Regions from separate parts of the Callithrix jacchus genome. Here regions 1 and 3 are each linked to region 2. The links are chromatin contacts, called in public Hi-C maps. All regions are on one chromosome and are shown on one strand. The core of a region is the stretch at or near the end of the contact, and the rest is flanking DNA. Distances in the headings are between cores, read along the strand shown.

Region 1 (4,091 bases), core at 1,565-4,064, 140 kb before region 2:
ATGCCCTCCTGCCCTTGTTTTCCATGTCCTCTGAGCTACGGTCCTTCACTTCTTCCGGGTGGCATCTCAGCATCTGCAAAGCCACACCATTCCCATGTACATTCATTGTGTTTCGATGAAAACAGGATGAAATGTAACTGGGTCTGATGATATTAACTTGCCTGAAGGAACCCAGCACCCTGTCGCTGAGAGCTGCATTTTCCTGGGCGGGGCCCCCCTTTTAAGATGAAGATAGCTCCTCTACCCTCCTGAAGCTTGGTTGCTGGTTTTCCTCACACCTGCAGCCCATCCACAGCTGGCTGCCTGCTGGCCTAGCTCCGGGCTGATGGGGTGGCTGGATAGGCAGGAAGCTCCATGCAGCCTGACAGTTCCAGCATCAAGAGTCGACAGCAGCCTCCTTAGGCACGGGCCACAGCCTGGCACCTTTTTCTCCCCTCCTGCCTCGGGTGGCTGGGGTGTGGATTTTGGCGGGTGAATGCCACGTACCACACTTGTGTGTGGCAGCCGGGGGACCACCCAGCCCTGAGAAACCAGCCCACCACATGTCAGGGTCGGTTGTTTTCATGCGCGGACTTGTTTTTCCTGGCACTGCAAAGGCCACATGCTTCATGGCAGTACGTGTGAGGTGCCTCCGTGGGCTCTTACACAGCGAGAGTAAAGAGATGCACTTTTTTTTTGTTTGCATATGCAGAAAGTTATGTGGGAACAGAACCATTTATAACCCATTAAACTGCCTGTCTTGATGGACTCCCAGGCTGCTCCTACATGTGGATAATGTGTACAATATGTGTAGCGTTGGGGCAGCATCAGCAGTGGCTCTGGCCAAGCACTTATGTTCTAAATAACCCTCTCAGGCAGTGCTTGCTAATTAGTACCAGGAATAACCTCACAGCCAGTGGTGAACAGAGAAGCCTGGAATTGTCGGGAAGTGGGAGGATCCTCTGATATCCTTAACTCGTGATCTCCTTTCCAGAATTACCTCCAATACCATGTGTGTCCAATCTGGCAAGGACACTTCTAGTGACCAGAGGTGTCCCGGCCAAGGACTCGGTCAAAATCTGCCCTTTAGAGATGTTTGCTCTAGGGCCCTTGTCAGACCCTTTGGGGTCAGATCGAGTCCAATCCCTTCTTACGGGACTGCCCCTGGCTGTTGGAAGATTGTTCTTGCCATCAGGGTTGAACTGCCTGACACGATTCTCCTGCGCCTGGTTTTGACCTCCCCGTCCGTCCAAGCTCCATTTACTTTCTTACAAACACAGTTCCCTCGGTTTGCACTGAGTAGTCAAGAGGGAGAACAGGACAGGAGAGTCCCTTTTGTCCTCTGAGAGGCAGGCAGATCTCTCCATTAAGTAAGAGGATGAGAGGCCAGCTCCAGGCTCCCTACAATTCCCTCCTGGGGCTCTGCCAAGGGTCACCCACTTGTCAGGTGGGCAGACACCAACTCTGTCCAACACAACAGCCGGGCCGGGCTGCTCCCTGGGCCTCCGGGGCTGAGTGAGGACAGCTCCAATCTGTGGGCCAGTGGCTCACACCCTCCCTGGCCGTCCTTTCCCCTCATATGGGAAATTGAATTATGAAACCAGTTAATTTTATAAAACTCTTGCTTTAATAGTAGTGAGAGGCTGGGTACGGTGGCTCATGCCTATAATCCCAGCACTGTAGGAGGCCAAGGCAGACAGATCACCTGAGGTCAGGAGTTCGAGACCACCCGGACCAACATGGTGAAACCCCATCTCTACAAAAATACAAAAAAATCAGCCAGGCATGATGGCAGATGTCTGTAATCCCAGCTACTTGGGAGGCTGAGGCTGGAGAATCGCTTGAACCTGGGAGGCGGAGGTTGCAGTGAGCAGAAATAGCACCATTGCACCCCAGCCTGGATGACGAAATGAGACTCCATCCTGGAAAAAACAAAAAAAAAGGTAGGGAGGAGCTCTCATGGGAGTCTCATGCCTTCAGTGCTCCCACGGCTGCCTTTCACCAAAAGACTGAGCAACTAGGAAGGTGGCAGAGCAGAGCTTACTGCCCCAAGACACAGCTGAGGACACAGGCTGAGGGGGTAAAATGACGTGCCATGGTCCTACGGCCGGATGGCAGCACTGCCCAGGACCTGGAACCCAGTGCTGTTTTGAGGCCAAATCAGCACCTTTCCCATGCTCTCAAGCAGCTCAGCCTCCTGGCGGTGGGGGAGGATGAGACATGCTCAGGGTGTGCCCACCAAAGGCTGCCTCTGTGTGTGCTGGGGCACAGGCTGGCACGGCTCAGAGCTCAGGCTGCGTGCCCGCTCCCCTCAATGCTGCCCTGTTTAGTTTATGGAGCCTCGGGCAAGGGAGAGAGTGTAGTGCGGCGGCCCCTCCTGGCTGCAACTCTCTAGCCTGGATACCAGAGGCAGGGCGTGCCCACCCAGCCTGGGCCTGGAGGAGGGGGCCAAGCCAGGGCGGCCGGTGCCTGCTCAGCCGCTCTCCTCCGTGCCCGGAAGCCCGAGGGCACGAGGACTGGCTGCCTTCCCAGAAAACACAGATCACTGTCTGCCTGTTCTGTCCTTGAGCTCAGGCCCAGCTCTGTCCCATGACAGGATCCGGGTGGCGAGTGGCGGGTGGCAGGCCCTCCCCACTAGCCCAGGGAAGAGAGCAGGCTCCAAGGCCTGGGAGAGCCTCCAAGCCACAGTCTTCAAGCCAGGCCTCTGGGGCCTGTCCCCAGGACCTGGGGCTCCCCGGGGGCCGCATGTAGCTGCATTCAGTGCAGGAGTCCAGTCTCTGGAGAGCTCAAAGGAAGGACTTTGTTTTCAGGGAATAAGACGGGGCAAGGGTCATCTCCCCCTCCTTAATGAGAGACTGGCCCCAAAATGGTTTCTTTCCAATGGGTCTTTGCCAGGGCAGGGGTGACAGGGTCTGGTCTCAAGGGGCAGCCTGAAGACCTCAGTGGGTTCTGTTGACAGGGCTGGAGCCGCACCTCACCATCCCCACCCAAGCACCTGAGCTTCCCTAGGCCTCTCACAGCTTGTGTTTGATGGAGTTAGCTCCGGGATGAGACTTGCTGAACCCCGGATGTGACCACAAAGCACAGAGTGCCTTTTCCTCCTGCAGAGCGGTGGGATCAGGCCTGCTGTTGGAAGGGAAGGCTGATCCTGAGATGTGAGGAGCTTATGCTTTTAATCAGGCACCCTGGGGCACTCAGCTCCAGTGACCAAGAGCAAGGAAACACAGCAGTCCTGTTGCGAAGGTGGTGTCAGGCTTGTGTGAGGGGTGGGTGATGGGTGAGAAGGTGGCCATTTTTTTCTCTATGCCAGTTTTCAAAGTGATACTCTGGGCCAGGCTCGGTGGCTCATGCCTGTAATCCCAGCACTTTGGGAGGCCAAAGTGTGTGGATCATCTGAGATCAGGAGTTCGAGACCAGCCTGACCAACATGGTGAAACCCCATCTCTACTAAACATACAAAAAGAGTTAGCCGGGCATGGTGGTAGGTGACTGTAGTCCCAGTTACTTGGGAGTCTGAGGCAGAAGAATCGCTTGAACCCGGAAGGCAGAGGTTGTGGTGAGCCGAGATCGCATCACTGTGCTCCAGCCTGGGCAACAAGAGTGAAGCTCCGTTTCAAAAAACAAAAACAAAAACAAGCAACAAAGTGGTGCCCAGGAAGAAACATACACGAAGTCAAATCAAAGGCCCTGCTTCCAGTCTCAGCCCTGCATAGACTCACTGCCAGAGATGGACTCCGTGTTCTTACCTGTGAAATGGGTGTCAGAACTGTGCCTCCTGAAAAATCACCAAGTTGCTGGGGGAACTGGATGTGGGAGGGTGTTTTTAGCCCTGGGGTGCTTTAGGATGAGGTGGGGGTGTAATCCTCTAGCAGGCCTGGTAGAGATGCCCCATCCTGGTGGCAGGAGGAGCTTCCTTCCCCACTAGGAGGAGCAGTCGGCACTGCCGGGGATGGATTCTCAGCGTGGCTGGAGGGGAGGGCAGAGTTGGCCCGTGCTCCCCCTCTTCCCGCCCTTCCCCATCCCGGCAAGACCTTTCCCCTCCCCCGGCTCTGGCAGAATTTCAGAGGGCCTGGCTGCCAGGAAGGGTGGGGCTGCCAGAGACGGCCGAGCCA
Region 2 (3,897 bases), core at 938-3,437:
TAATCAAAAAAGTCCTCTTTACTCCCGGTATTCAAGTTCCTCTTTAGAGTCCGGAGAGAAGAGAGGTGGGTTGGGGAGTTTGGGAGGAGGAGTGGCCTGAGCCCCTCAGTTCCGCCACGGCCTCCACATGGAGTCCGCCGTAAGCGAGGGGCCGCTGGAAGGCGACACTGCGTTGGGGCCCACAGAGGTCCCGCTGTTGCTGGTGTAGACGGGGATGACAGGGCCGCTGTGCGCGAAGGCCCCGTTGGGAATAAGGAAGGCAAACTGGCCATCCGGAGCCGGTACCACCTGGAAGCCTCCAAACACCTTAGCCGCCTCTCCAGCCTGGCTGCCCAGCTTGCAGGGTGCGCCGCCGGGAGGGGGCGCCGCGCCCCCGGGGATGGGCACGAGCGGCGGTGGCGGCGCGAATGGCGCGTGCTGTGGACCGCCCGGTCCTGGTGGGGGCGGCGGCGGCGCCTGCAAGGCGGGGTGCGGCTGCCCAGGGTAGGTCATGGCATTGATCTGGGTCATGCAGTTGGCCAGGTGGCCAAGCAGCCGAGTGCGCACCTCGGTATTAACGCCCTCGCACGTGGACAGGAAGCGGGTCACCTCGTTCATGCACTCGCTGAAGCCGGCGCGGTACTTCCCCAGCACGCTCGGGTCTGTGCTCAGCGCAGCTGCGGGCCAGAAGGACACAGACGGGTCACCGAACGGCCCTGGCCCCGTGGCCACTGCCTCCGCCCTGGGAGGTCCCTGTGGCGCGCCTCCCTGACCATGCGCCCGTGAAACTGCCTCTGGCAGGGAGGATTGGATGAGAAACCAGCCACCTCTCCACACAAGCGTGGCAGCCAAAGCTGAGCCACTCCTTCCCGATTCCCTGTCGCTGCATTTAAAACCTATCTCAGCCCCAAATCTGTCACCCCCACCCCTGCGCGTGACGTGACCTTGGACAATGCCTCCCAATCCATCATTCGGGCCTCATTTCCCCTTCTGCAACGAGAGGGAGTGCTAACCCAGTTAACCCCCAGGCTCCATGCAGTTCCAAACCGCCACAGCCCTAAGTCCTTTCGCCCCTACCCGCCGCCCGCCACCCTCGCAGCTTCAACCTTTTTCCCTCCCTTCCGGAACAGTAACAACTTGGAGTTGTGGCTATAAATAAGCCCAGACCGTGGGAACGCGAGAGTGAGCCAAGGCAGTAAAATGTAGCTGAATGCCTCTCACAACCACGGGCGGAAGTCTGGAAGAAATCACCGCGAGGCGAGCGGGACGCCCGCACAGGGGGGCGCGGCAAGCTGCCCTCACCCGTCATCTGCGCCCGCTGCAGGTTCCGGAGGTGCTTCACTGTCATTTCCAGAATGTCCGCCTTCTCCAGCTTGGAATGCCGCGAACTCTGCATAGGAGGAGGCAAGGAAGGAAAGTGAGCCCCGTGTCAGCTGCTTCAGAGTACTGGGGGTCCCTCCTCCCGGCCACGGAGCGCAGACACATCTAGGGACCGCAGCGAAAAAGGCCGAGCCCTCCCGCCTAGGAGAACGCAGTACCGGCGAGTGCTAGAAACCGCGGGCGGGGGGTGTCACTCTCAGTAGCTGAGGAAGTTGTTTTTTAATTAAAAGAAAGAACAGCATTTCCCCACTTACATCTTTCTTGAGAGCATCCAAAATCAGTGTTTTCAGCTGGCTCAGACTTTCATTTATTCTTGCTCTTCGTCTCTTCTCCATGATAGGCTTTGATGACTGCAAATAAATAAAAAAAAATTAGCTCTGAGTTCTCATGGGATATGCCGTTTCGTCCCCGGTTTTCTAGACAGAAAGAAGCCCCCCAATCCCTACTTAATTTTGAGGGGCTGCAGAGAGATACAGGTACCGCCCTTACCTTTCTGTGCTCAGATGCTGTCTTTGGTTTATCCGGTGTCGTGTTGACACTGGCTGGGGTAGCAGCCACCGGGGACGAGGAATTTTTCTCCATTATATCAGCTGGCATTTTCCTTTTTTTTTTTTAATCCCTAGAGAATTTTATTTTTGGAGTTCTTCAAGAAAAATAATTTTGTTTATGTCTCTGTTACTTGAGACCTTCACAAAACTACTGAGCAAGTGCTAAGGGTTTATTGTAATATTTTGTGGCTACTTGGCGATCAGTAGCGCTGTTCCAGGACCAAGGAGAGAGGTAGACGGGGGATTCCGCTGTTATCAGCACCAGCTCCGGATCCTGTGTGATCCCCAGGCCCTGGCGGCCTCTATATATATCTGGGACTGCACGCGAACGGCTCGTGTGAAACTTCCCAAACTTTCTTTCCCACAGTAACTTTCAGCCAATGGGAGGAGGAGACACGCGGCACCGCTCGTGGACCGCGCCCCCCCATTGGCCGCCAGGCACAAGGTCTGGCGGCCAATGGCGCGCGCCTGAGCCTAGGGCACCGGAGGCTACAACGTCAATCAAAAGGATTTTAACCCTTTGCTACTCTCCCTCTGGGCTTTGGTTAAGGGGTTATTTTTTTTTTTCTTTTTTCCGCTTGGTTTTGGTCTTGTCTGTTTCTTCTGGAGCCAGGGTCTTTGCTCTTTATGCCCTCTCTCATATGTAACAGAGCGGCTTTGACTGTAGTAAGTTCATTTGAAGCATATATATATTTTTAAAGTGTTAAGTGCAGAAAAAAATAATAGCAGTGGTTAAAAGCGGGGGTGGGGGGAGAAACGCGTGTAAGGGTGTGAGTTACCAACGCATCTAAATAAGTTCCCGCTCAGAATTTATACATTCAGGAGGGTGAGAGTAGATCATGCAGGAAAAGGGCCAAAATTTTTTTTCCTTTTGCATGCAGAAAAAGGAAAAAATGCTTCTAACTTAAAATGCAGGTTTTTTCGGATAGAAGTAGTCCTTGAATCCCTGCCCCACCCCACCGCCGCCCCGTCTTTCAGAAATTCCTCTTCTGGAATTGGGGCCTTAGACCACGCGCTTCCCCAGGAAACAATCAGATTAATTTCCAACTGGGTGGAAGGAAGTGGTATCTAAAAATGAAAAAATGAACAAGGGAGGCTCTAATGGCAATGCCTCAGGGACTTGCTCCCTCCTTCACCACCGTTTCCCTTTTCATCTGTAGGCTCTAGGTTCTGCGGCGCGTTGAGGTGGCGGGCAAGGAAGAGCCTCTCCCTCCTCGCCCCGCGGGCGGTCTCGGCGCCCGGCGCGCGCGGGCCCTTTAAGAGCTACACCAGCCGAGCTGCAGTTTGACATCAGCCGGCCGGCGTGGGCGCGCCTGGAGCCGGAGCACGTGCCAGGATGTTTTATTGCCGCCGCGGCTGCGGCCGGGCCGGGAGGATGTGTGCGTGCGTGCGTGTGTGTGAGTGTGTGTGCGCGCGCCCCGGGGGCAGGGAGGCGGGGGGCGGCGGCGGGCGGCGGAGAGCGGGGGCCGGTTCCTGGTCCCCGGGAGAAGCCAAGAAGGTAAATAGCAGCTGCTGTGCTCGAGCCTGGGAAAACCCCGCCCCCTGCGCCGGGCCCGGGCTCATTGGCGCGCGCTGCGTGTGTGGGGTGTGTGTGTGTGTGTGTGTCCGGGGCCCCCTCCTTCGGCCCTGTGGGCCAGGAATCCGAGGGGGCGGCGGGCTGGGAGCCGAGCCCCGACGCTTACCCTCCCTCCCTACCCCCGCCTCCCCAGGCCAAGGTCAGCTCTTCCGGGCGGGGAGCGCACACCCCTGGTGGAGAGTGGGGAATTCTTCCATCCCCCCCCACCACCCTTACTTTCGGGCTTGGGGTTTTCACTCGGCCGAAAGCCTCACTTGCAGCAGCCTGGGGACGAGGTGGGGGCCTCCGTGTTTGCTCCGGGCCCCCACCTTCTCCCTCCCCCCGCGGGGCCCTAGGCGCCCGCCGCGGTCACGGGATGCCTGACCGCACTTAGGAAGCGGCCGGGTCAGCCTCCTGCCTCCGCTCGGCGACTGC
Region 3 (4,437 bases), core at 1,057-3,556, 180 kb before region 2:
ATGTATCAGCAAGCCTAAGGGGGCTGCCCAGGCAGAAGTCTGCTGCGGGGGTGGAGCCCCCACCAGAGGAGCTCTACTAGGGCAGTGTGGAGGGGAAATTGGGGTTGGAATTCCCACCAAGGCATTGCCTTTTGGAGTTGTGGGAAGGTGGCTGATGTCCTCCAGACCCCAGAGTGATAGAACCACTGACAGCATACTGAGCTGCATACAAGGCAGTGCTGCTCAAGGATACCCTTGAACCAGTGTATCCAGGATGCAGGACACAGGGTCAAGGATCGTTTTGGAATTTTAAGGTTTAATGACTGCCCCACTGGGTTTCAGACTTGCATGGGTCCTGTAGCCCCTTCCTTTGGACCATTTTCTCCCAGTGCCTATACTATCATTGTATCTTGAAAGTAAATAACTTGTTTTGATTTTATAGGCATATAGGTAGCAGGAGCATGCCTTAAGACTCAGATGAGACTTGGACTTCTGAATTAATTCTGGAACAAGTTAAGACTTAGGAGGACTATTGCAAATGCATGATTATATTTTCAGATGGGAGAAAGACATGATATTGGGGCCTCAGGGTGGAATAATATGGTTGGGATATTTGTCCCCTTCAATGATCATGTTGAAGGGCGATTCCCAGTGTTGGGGGTGGGGCCTGGTAGGAGGTGAATGGATCATGGGGGCAGGCCCCTCAGGAATGGTTAATAGCCCACTGGTGACAAGTGAGTTCTTGCTCAGTTAGTTCATGTGAGATCTGGCTGTTTAGAAGCATCTGGGACCCCCCTCAACCTCTTGCTCCTACTCTTGCCGCGGGATGTGCCTGCTCCTCCCCTTTTGCCTTTCACCCTTCACCATGGGTGGAGGCTTCCCAAGGTTCTTACCAGAACCAGACGCTGGCGCCATGCTTCTTGAACAGTCTGCAGAATTGTGAGCCAATTAGACCCTTTTTCTTTATAAATTACCAGCCCCAGGCATTTCGCTGTAGCAATGCACAAAGGTAGGAACACAACAGCCATAGAACTCCATTGGCCATTTAACTCCAACCAGTAACAGGACAAAGAGACAGAAACCCACCATAAGCTGTGGCTCGTGGTAGCCATCCAGCCCACTGTTAAGACCGAATGTTTAGTGCGTACGGATTTGCTTCTGGTGTCGCTAAGATAGGCCTCTGACCTGTCTCCGTTCCCTGAGAATTCAGAATAATCATGAACAAGACTCATGAATAAACATTCATATACTCATGAATAATCAATCATGATTATATGATTCTCATCATGGAGGCTCTCAATGACTGACACCTAGCTTTCAAACCTAACCATCTTCCACGGGGCTCCTTGTGCCATATTCTCTGCTGCAGACATCCTGTGTCCCTGCTCACTGCTTCAGTGCCCTCCCAAGCAGCCAGGATGGAGCCCGGGCCTCTTCAGGCCCCCTGGAGTGCTTGCTGCCTGACAGGTGGATCAAGAACAGAACTCACAGTGCTACCTCCTGGGGAAGAAGGGGGGTGTTTATGAGCATATGAGTGTTGAGATACCCAGGATGACAGGCCACCCTAAAACTTTGGGACCGTGGACAAATTCATTGCCTTCTCTTGGCTTCAGTTTCCCCCATCTGTCCTGCAAAACAATGGGATCAGATAATCTGAGACATTCTATCCAGCTCTCTGATCCAGAGATTTGGGGCGAGGGGGATGGGAAGTGGTCTTGCAGCAGTCAGCACAGCCTGATTGTGTATGGCCTGCACAACTGGTGTTTAGAGCAGTACTTCTCTTTTTGAGAGAGTTTTGCTCTTGTTGCCCAGGTTGGAGTGCAATGGTGCCATCTCGGCTCACTGCAACCTCTGACTCCTGAGTTCAAGAGATTCTCCTGCCTCAGCCTTCCGAGTAGCTGGGATTACAGGCATGCACCACCAAGCCCAGCTAACTTTGTTTTTAGTAGAGATGGGTTTCTCCGTGTTGGTAAGGCTGGCCTTGAACTCCTGACCTCAGGTGATCCGCCCATCTCGGCCTCCCAAAGTGCTGGGATTACAGGCGTGAGCCACCGCGCCCGGCCGCATCGGGATTTTTTTAGAGCCCCCAAGTGATTCTAATGTGAGGTCAATGAGCCTTAGAGCGTATTGAAGATGAGGGCTGCGGGGCTCCGGGGCCCGCGAGCCTGTGGTTCTTCTGACAGCGCTTTCCCCGCAACGGCCACTAGGGCGCGCTGTGGCGCCGCGGGGAGGCCAGCGGCCGCTCGGCCTCCTCCTGCCCGCGGCTGGAGGAGCTCCGGGCTGGGAGGCGGCGCGAAGCACCCGGGGCCCGGGCCTCCGGGAGCGGCCTCTGGCCCAGGCCTGTCCGCCCTCGTGCATCTGCACCTAATTAATGCTAGCCGCGGCCTCGCCGCGTTGACGTCAGTGATGTGTTCCGTGCTGGGGAGACTCGGCCTTTGCAGCCGTTCGGCACAGGTTGCTTCACCCTGGCCAGCCCTGCTGCCCGCCGCCTCCAGGCAGGACGCCGGGCTTCCCTCTGAGACTGAGCCCTCGCTCATACTGCTCTGGTGCTACTCGCGCGGGAGTTTCTTCCCGTTTCCACCCGGCCCGACAGCAGTTTCCATCGTCCCTGGCTGTTCCTGCCCCTCACCTGCCTTTTCAAAACCCTGAGGGTCCCAGGAAATCCCACAGGCCTGGGGATTTGCCAAGTCAGCTGCAAGGGCCACCTCTCCCCTTTCCCCTTTCCCTTTCTGGGTCTCCTCTGCTCAGTTCCTTTCCTGTTCCTGCCCTTCCTTTTTCTCTCTTATCTGAGCTGCGAGGATCAGATACTTCCTGCCTGTGTTCTCATGCACAGAGGTGGAAGAGACGGGATAGTAAAGCGGGCTGCCTCCTTTGCGAGCACAGATAGGGCTGCGTCTGCAAGATGCATCCAGTACGTTGGGGGTGAGGAGGGTGCTAATGACACTTTAGTATCCCAGCCTTCCTCCCCTCAAAAGGCAGCCATGGGAGTTGATTCTGGAGAAGAGAACTCCGCGAAGTGCAGCAACGCTGTCTTGTCTAGCTGCCTCAGCTGGCTGGAAGGGTTTTCCATGCTGGAGGAGTTTCCTCAACCAGGACGCCAGAACTATCTTTTTTTTTTTTTTTTTTTTTTTGAGACAAGGCCTCACTCCGCCTCCCAGGCTGGAAGTGCAGTAGCATGACCACAGTTCACTGCAACCTTGACCTCCCGGGTTCAAGCGATCCTCCCAACTCAGCCTCTGGAGAGGCTAGAATTACAGACACGCACCACCACACCCAGCTAATTTTTTTTGTTTTGTAGAGATGGAGTCCCACTGTGTTGCCCAGGCTGGCCTCAAGCAATCCTCCTGCCTCAGCTTCCCAAAATGCTGGGATTACAGGCGTGAACCACTGTGTCTGGCCCAGAGCTGTCTTTTCCACTCCATAGTTCATCCCTGCCCATTCCCCACCCTACCCCCATCTCCCAATCTGATATTTCTGTGAGATTTCACTAGGAGGAAGGCCATGTACATAAAAGAAGCTTGAACACCCCTGGTCTGGATGATGCCTGATAGCTTCCCTGGCTTTGCCAGCCCATAATTCTAAGAGGGAAAGAGGAGATGAGGCTCGGGGGGAGAGGGAGGCTTCCCTTCTGATTCCTGCCTGGAGCCCGGACTGTGTTGCTCCTGGCTTCCTCCATTTGAACCCCACCCCTGGCTGGCCAGTGAGGGGAGCACTCCCTGCAGCCCCGGGGAGGGAGAGGCTGCCAGCGGTCACACAGGGACACAGACTGTCAGCACTGGGCAGATGGCATAGAGCCAGGCCAGCCAGATGGGGAAACTGAGACCCAGAGAGGGGAAGGGACTCGCTCAAGGTCACACAACCAGCTCCTGGCAGATCCCTTTCTTGGCTAATTCCTCAGAAGCTCCTGCTGGCGTCTGGAGTGGGATCCTCTTGGGAGCCCTGAGGGAGTGGCGGGTGGGTTCCACCGGGAGTGGGGTTACACTGAAGAACACCAGTTCTCCCTGAATCCAGATGAGGGACCCCTCCTGTGCGGCAGATGTGGTTTCAGAGCTCAGCCTGGCCCTGAGGCTGTCACAGCTGAGGCAGGGGCTGTGGATGGTAACTGCCGCTGAAGAGCTCAGAAGGCGTTTAGCCTGTCAAACACAGAGCCCCCACCGGGGACAGAAAGCCAGGATGAAGGTGTGGGACATCAGTAAGAATCCCGCTCCTTCCAATGTAGACTCTGAAAGTAAAGGTCCAAGCTTTCAGTTGGATCTCAGCTGGGGCTGGGGGCTGGCCAAAAAGATTGAGGCAGCTACACACTTGGGCAAATTTCCCCACCGGCCCCGCAATGCGCCTGGCCAGGCCCCAGCTGGAAATCAGAGACCCATGAAACATCGGCTCAGGGAGCATCAGGGATGCATGCTCGTGCTTCAAGAGGAAGAAACCCCGAGGGGAGGCCGGGAGGGGTCACTGGAC

Evidence for each region. A called contact is a pair of places that touch in the nucleus more often than the background predicts.
Region 1: a contact with region 2 is called in a Hi-C map of skeletal muscle, with 4 times the contacts expected there. The contact joins the enhancer-like site here to the promoter of HES1 in region 2. A contact is called at or near these places in 2 of 3 Hi-C or Micro-C datasets (both in skeletal muscle).
Region 3: a contact with region 2 is called in a Hi-C map of skeletal muscle, with 9 times the contacts expected there. The contact joins the enhancer-like site here to the promoter of HES1 in region 2. A contact is called at or near these places in 2 of 3 Hi-C or Micro-C datasets (induced pluripotent stem cells and skeletal muscle).

What each region holds. Positions count from the first base shown.
Region 1 is chr15:23,184,819-23,188,909 of calJac240_pri, reverse strand. No RefSeq gene overlaps it. Among named protein-coding and RNA genes, the nearest start is that of CPN2, 81 kb to the left of the region's middle. Within about 2 kb of position 2,814, at least 12 of the 16 cell types and tissues checked have an H3K27ac peak or open chromatin away from gene starts, as enhancers often do. A contact at or near this core is called in skeletal muscle, where this site is marked.
Region 2 is chr15:23,044,361-23,048,257 of calJac240_pri, reverse strand. It overlaps HES1 (hes family bHLH transcription factor 1), which reads right to left and starts at 2,187. Exons shown (of 4, transcript XM_002758207.4): 1 at 1,849-2,187; 2 at 1,614-1,709; 3 at 1,282-1,369; 4 at 1-656. The coding sequence starts at 1,956. The coding sequence ends at 106.
Region 3 is chr15:23,228,585-23,233,021 of calJac240_pri, reverse strand. No RefSeq gene overlaps it. Among named protein-coding and RNA genes, the nearest start is that of CPN2, 37 kb to the left of the region's middle. Within about 2 kb of position 2,306, at least 5 of the 16 cell types and tissues checked have an H3K27ac peak or open chromatin away from gene starts, as enhancers often do.